Regions from separate parts of the Mus musculus genome. Here region 2 is linked to region 1. The links are chromatin contacts, called in public Hi-C maps. All regions are on one chromosome and are shown on one strand. The core of a region is the stretch at or near the end of the contact, and the rest is flanking DNA. Distances in the headings are between cores, read along the strand shown. Region 1 holds the start of Adamts7 (a disintegrin-like and metallopeptidase (reprolysin type) with thrombospondin type 1 motif, 7). Region 2 overlaps Tbc1d2b (TBC1 domain family, member 2B).

What was found. Hi-C and Micro-C count contacts between places; a contact is called where the count stands out from the background.
Region 2: a Hi-C map of uterus shows a contact between it and region 1, with 2.3 times the contacts expected there. The contact joins the enhancer-like site here to the promoter of Adamts7 in region 1. A contact is called at or near these places in 1 of 39 promoter capture datasets (liver), 4 of 484 Hi-C or Micro-C datasets (liver, myocytes, nephron progenitors and 1 more), 1 of 115 datasets of contacts at active chromatin or transcription factors (embryonic stem cells) and 2 of 9 other capture datasets (adipose tissue and liver).

Annotation. Positions count from the first base shown.
Region 1 is chr9:90,161,713-90,164,592 of GRCm38.p6, reverse strand. Adamts7 (a disintegrin-like and metallopeptidase (reprolysin type) with thrombospondin type 1 motif, 7) reads right to left here and starts at 1,615. Exons shown (of 24, transcript NM_001326351.1): 1 at 1,279-1,615. The coding sequence starts at 1,348.
Region 2 is chr9:90,246,165-90,249,283 of GRCm38.p6, reverse strand. The region is part of intron 2 of Tbc1d2b (TBC1 domain family, member 2B); the gene reads left to right. Among named protein-coding and RNA genes, the nearest start is that of Tbc1d2b, 23 kb to the left of the region's middle. Within about 2 kb of position 1,738, at least 13 of the 459 cell types and tissues checked have an H3K27ac peak or open chromatin away from gene starts, as enhancers often do. A contact at or near this core is called in uterus, where this site is marked.

The DNA.
Region 1 (2,880 bases), core at 366-2,865:
CAGTAATAAGCAACTGATCTTCAGTATTTCGGACCTCTTAAAAAACCCTAAAAGGTGGACCTCCCCTGACCACACACACCTTCCAAGGGCCCAGGAGCAAGGGATGTTTCTGCTTTCTCTTTCCACTGCCCCCCTCTGACAGTTCACGCTAATCTTTTAACCTGTTTCCATACCCATAGAAGAACTTTTTATACATGTTGGTTGCCTTGCAGTTCTGATAACAGATTTTGAGAAATAAGAATGTGTTAAGGCTAGGTCCCAGCAGGTACTCACACACTCACACACCCAGACTTCTCGAATGTTACTGTTAGATTAATCCCAAAATGCTGTTCTCCTCGGTGCTTTAAATGTCCCTGGCATCCAGGCCCACAGCTACAGTATCTTGACCAGGATGGCAAATGGCCTAATCAGGCTCAGGGCAGATCTTCCTTGAGGTCACCCCTGCCCCATGCATATTGGTCCAACTCACTCAAGAGTTCATTCATCCCTCCAGTCCCGTCACCCCTGTCATACCCTTGAATCCCTCACCTGCAGATACATAACCAGCCCCCATTTGGCCTGGAGCGTGCTAAACACGGGCTCTGGGGTCTTCCACATCCCTGACTCTCACAGTCCCAGGCCCGCTGCTCCGGACTCTCCAGAAGCGCGCTACAACGCAGGTCGCGGCCAAACAAGAGCCTGGATGCTGGCCAGAGGCTCGTCGGAGGCCGGCCGGCCAGGCGGGGCTGGGAGAGTTAACCCAGGGCGGAGGAAGAAGCTCAGGCTCCCCCATTCCCCTCCCTTGAACACTTGGGGGAGGGGGAAACAGGAAATGCAAAGGCGATGGGGACTCGGACCCCCACGTCCGCCTAGCTGGGAGGAGAGGCGGCGGACCCCGGTAGACCTGCGACCTGGCGCGGTCCCCAGCAGCGTCCTGGCTAGTTTGCTTTCCAGGAGAGTCACCCCGAAGGAGTGTGTAAGAAGCCGTCTCGCGCGAATCGTCCAGCCCACTCGGAGGAGCGCTCTCCTGGGAAAGATGCACTCAGCGCAGCACGCGCGGCAGGGAAGCCGAAGCCCGAAGAGAGTGCAAGCTCACTCCAGTGGCAAGTCCCGGATGCCAGCTGAGTGGACAACTGAAGGATGGCTCCCGGTAGGTGCAGCTTCTCTCAGCTGCCAACACGACCCCAGCTGATCCCTAGTCTCAGAGTAAGCCGGTCCTGCGCGGGGTGCACAGAGAAGCGGCTGGGATTGCAGAAAGGGTGGCAGGGTCAGACGGGTCCCAGAGGCTCAGCCACCCACCTGATGCAGGTCCGAGGACGCGGGACGCCAGAGCGCACAGGATCAGGAGGAGACTCGGACCACGGTGCATGGCCCGGACGGGGTGGCCGCAGGACGACCCCTGTGCACTCCTTCGTCTACGCCGTTGCGTCCCAGCCGGGCCTGGGTCCGACTCAGGACATGCCTGGCTTTAAACTCTTCCCAAGGTCCGGGTCCTGACTCTAGCCGCCGGGCAGCTGCACTCGCTCCTCCGGCAACAAAGACTGCAAGGCCCGCCCCCTCAGCCAGCTGCCGAGGCAAAGAAAGAGAGCGAGAAGCCCAGGAAAAAAAAAAGAAAGAAAGAAAGAAAGAAAGAAAAGGAAGGAGGGAGGGCGGGAGGGGGAGCAGGGCGCCCACCCCCGCCCCGCCCGGCGGGCTCCTGCCCCCGCCCCCACCGGTCTCGCCCCGCCCCCGCCAGGCCTCAGCGCCCTGCGGGCGGGCCACCTCTTGCAGAGCACGGTCCCCACCCTACCAACTCAGGCTCCGGACCGCCCGCAGGGCTACAGACGTCCCCCTGGCGGTGGTGCGCGCCCAGGCCGTCTGTATCCTCCGAGATCTACCCCCCCCCCCGTCCCCTCCCAAAAAAAATCTGGAGTTCTGCAGTTTCTTGTCACTATCTATGCTTCAAGAGACATTCTTGGGTATGCGTCCCAGGCAAAGAATGCCTGCCCTTCAGAGAAAGAAACCTGGAAACCCCCAAGGAACGGAGATGGCACAGCAAGGAGGCACGATCCGGGGGATTCTAGATTTGTGTCCAAAGTCAACCTAGGAGAAAGACTTGGGCCCTTCTAGACTGGGCAGCAGTTCGCTGATTCCTTGCCTCCAGATGCTTTCAGATGTCTGTTTTCCCTGGACTCGGCACAGCGTTCTGCCAACAGCCTAGAGACTCTGGTGGGCCAAGACAGTGGCTACAGACTTTCAGAAGGGACCCTGGTAGCCTGAAAGCCAGCCAACCTTGCTTCATATTCCTAAAAATCTTCTGTCCTTGGTGGCCCTAATCCACATCCCCTTTAGCCTATACTTCCAGGAGCAGACTCAGGAGAACATGCACGCGGGCGCGCGCGGGCGCGCACACACACACACACACACACACACACACACACACACACACACACACACACACACCTTCACTGAGCCTGGTTCTACCCTGACAGTGATGTACTTGTACAATCCTTCTTCTCCCCCTTGGCCACTCTTTGTGCCCACCAAGGTACACAGGGACCCATACGGCTCATTGGCAGTTTCATGGTGTTTCTCCTACCAGAGAGCTCACTTGTATCTCTCTGCTGTCCGGCTCTCTTAGCTCTAGGGAGATGTGTGTAATGCATCGACATCTGCTCTCCTCACAGTCATCCTCAATGTCTCCATCTTAGTTCTTTTAGGTCTTGGTACCACCTGAGGCTGTGACATCCCCTGCAGCGGAGATTGTTGTTGGTTTATTTCGTTTTGTGTCCTCTAGTCCCTTGTCATCTTTCTTCTCTTTACCCTTTGACCTCTTCGGGCTCCATCTTCCCTCTCCCCCCCCACCCCCCCACCTCTGACAGTGGCAGGAACAACAAAGGCTATCCCATCTTCCTGAACATC
Region 2 (3,119 bases), core at 489-2,988, 85 kb before region 1:
AGAAAGAATGAGTCAGTTATGTGCAAACCATCTTTCTAACCTATCTTTACCCCTACAGAGGCTATAGGGTGAGGCTTGGTTTTGTGTCTCCTTCCTGATAGCTTGTTAGGACAAGCCCGGAGCTCCTAAGCCCTGAAGTGAATGCTAAAATGGCCAGGGCATCTTATTAGCAATTTAAAAATAATTTTAAAATTATATTTGTGGGGGCTGGAGAGATAACTCAGTGGTTAAGAGCACTGACTGCTCTTTCAGCGGTCCTGAGTTCAATTCCCAGCATCCACACGGTAGCTCACAATCATAATGGGATCCTATGCCCTCTTCTGGTGTGTCTGAAGACAGCTACAGTGTACTCATATACATAAAATAAATAAATCTTTTTAACTAATTATATTTGTGTGCGCACGGTGCATGCATATGTGCACACATGTGGCTATGCCCGTTTGTGCTACCGTGAGCACGTGGGGGTCAGAGAACAACTTTCATGTGTCCCTTTTCTCTCCCTGCCGTATGGGTCCCAGAGATTTCATCAGCCTCAGCAGCAAGCACGTTTGCCCACTGAGATATCTTGACAGCCTTGTATTTGTGTTCTTAGTTACTTCTTTTGAGTTAAGAGTCTCATTATGCAGCCATGGTTAGCCTGTAACTCACTGTGTAGACCAAGGTGACCTTAAACACATAGAGATCCGCCTACCTCTTCCTCTGCAGTGCTGGGGTTAAAGCTGTGTGACACTGTGCAGGCCTGTGCTAACACTGCAAAGGAGTACACATTCAAATTGAAAACCAGTACAGGGTTTGTTCTAGCACTCCTGTGAAAAGCTGTGGACGCTCTGCTCGGCAGCGCAAGAGCAGTGCCGTCTGAATTCTGAGCACAGAGCTGCTGCTTTCTTCTGGAATCGCCATCTTAGGCTCTCGAATTTGCCAGCCTGGCTTTCCTGGTTGGGGGTGGGTGGTGGTGGTGGTGGTGGTAGTGGTGGTGGTGGTGGTAGTGGTGGTGTTTTGTTCCGTTTTGTTTTTAGCAGACTGTCTATCTAGTCAGTGAGAAGACACTGTGTCTGTCTGTACCTGTGGATGTTTTTCTAGGAGCCCTTGTCATGGAGTCTTAGTATTCCAGTTCTCCTCAGAGTGGAAGGGCACCCTTTATATTCAAGTGCACGTGGCTTCCTGCTGCCCAAGCCTTAGTTTGTTTGGTTTTTTATTTTATTTTATTTATTAATTAATTTTTATTTTCATTGTTCTAGGCTAGCCTTGAACTCCTGATCACCCTGCCTTAACCTCCCCTTGCTAGATTACATGTTTGCACCACTACATTGATTTATGGGTTACTGGAGTGTAGTAGGCAAGCACTCCAGCAGCTGAACTGCACCCTTTTTTTAAAATTTGTTTTTTGGGGTTTTTTTTGTTTGTTTGTTTGTTTATTTGGTTTTTTTGAGACAGAGTCTTGTAGTCCAGGCTGGCCTCAAACTCACTTTGTAGCTGAAGAAAACCTTGAAATCCTAATCTTCCTGCCTGTTCTCCCAGCCCATCAACTGAGGTATTCAAAGGGCACCATTAGCATTGTTTCTGTGACTAGAAGCTCTCCCTCAGTCTCAGGGTCACTCAGAACCTGAGGAAGAAACTGGAGGGCATGGCCAGCCTCCGTGCTAGTGGCTTCAGTCCTCTCCAGCAAGGACTCGGGTGTGCTGCTGAAAGGTGGCTTCCCTCTGTCATGTCTGTCCTGCCTCCTTGCAAAACCGAGGTTAGGTGGGGGGAGGGAGAGGAGTCATCTGCTCCTTCTCTGGTTTGGGGATCCCAGCTCTGGGTGCTTAGAGTTTGTGCTGTGCTGTTTGCTCGTTCAGCAGGTGCCTGAAGTCGTTGCCAGTTTCTCCCCTCAAGTGTTCCTGTCAGCCAGAATGTTTGTGCAGAGAAAAGCAAGAAGTGTCAGGGCAAATGCAGGGCAGCCTGGGCCCTTGCGTGGGCTGAGCTCAGCGTTGGCGTTGTCGGGGGCCTCTCTAAGGACACGATGCTTAGGGCCTGCCAAGCCAATCCTGGAATGGGCTGGGAGAGCTTGCTGGCTGGCCTTAACATTTGAGATCTTTATCTAAAGGCAGAAAATGTAAAATTCTGAAGTAGAAAGTCAAGAAGACCAGGGACTATCAAGATGGCTCAGAAGTTCGGAATGCTTGTTGCTCTTTCAGAGGATCTCGGTGTGGTTCCCAGCACCCATGTAAGTTGGCTCCCAACTGCCTGCAATCTAGTTCTGTGAGATCCACGCCCACTTCTGGTCTCTGGGAGCAGCAGGACACACATGGCATATACACAATGGATTGCGCACATAAACTGTTTGCTAAAGAGAAGTCTGCATTTCAGACCCTTTCATTTCATCCTCAGTGGGGAGGAACTGGTTAAAAGATAAATATTGTGGTTCTGTAGTAGTGTCCTGTAATTGTTTGTAGCTGTGCTCTAGTTACCGCCCGCTTTAGCCCAACTGGGCTCAAGACTAGCTTACTGAAAGATGACCGTTTTTTCTTAGCACTGGTTTGCATGAAAACTAAAACATGCTTTTGACTCCTGGTCGCCCAGTCATCTCTCCCTGCCAAACATGTGCATTTATAGCCGGTGTGTCCACCCATTCATGACCCTCCAGGCACCTGAAGTCAGGGTGGAGAGAGAAAGATGCAGGTGCAGGGAAAGCCAAGTTCTGACTCAGAAGGTGATTCTGTCGGAGACTTGTGGACCTGGCTCCAAGTCTTGACTCTGAAGTTTACTGATTGTCGGGCTCTGAGCAGGTCACTTATCCACTACTACAGGAGTGCACACTGTGCCGTGAAAACAAAGTGTGTCCACCCTCCACATCACAAGGATTGAAAGGGAAAACCCATTGCTAAGGGTAGAGATACACGCACACGCACGCACGCACGCACACATGCACGCACGCACTCCTTCACTCACTCACCTGATAATGTGATTTTGAATGGGTGAGGATTGTGTTTCACTACATTAGATAGGAAGCTGGATTAACAAAAACAACATTATTTTTCTCACTCATGGGCAGTTCAAAGCTCTAGCACTGACTCCTTGGCCACGTCCATTGTCCCATTCTTAGGACTAGCATTCTGATTCGCGCTTGCTGTCTCTGGGGT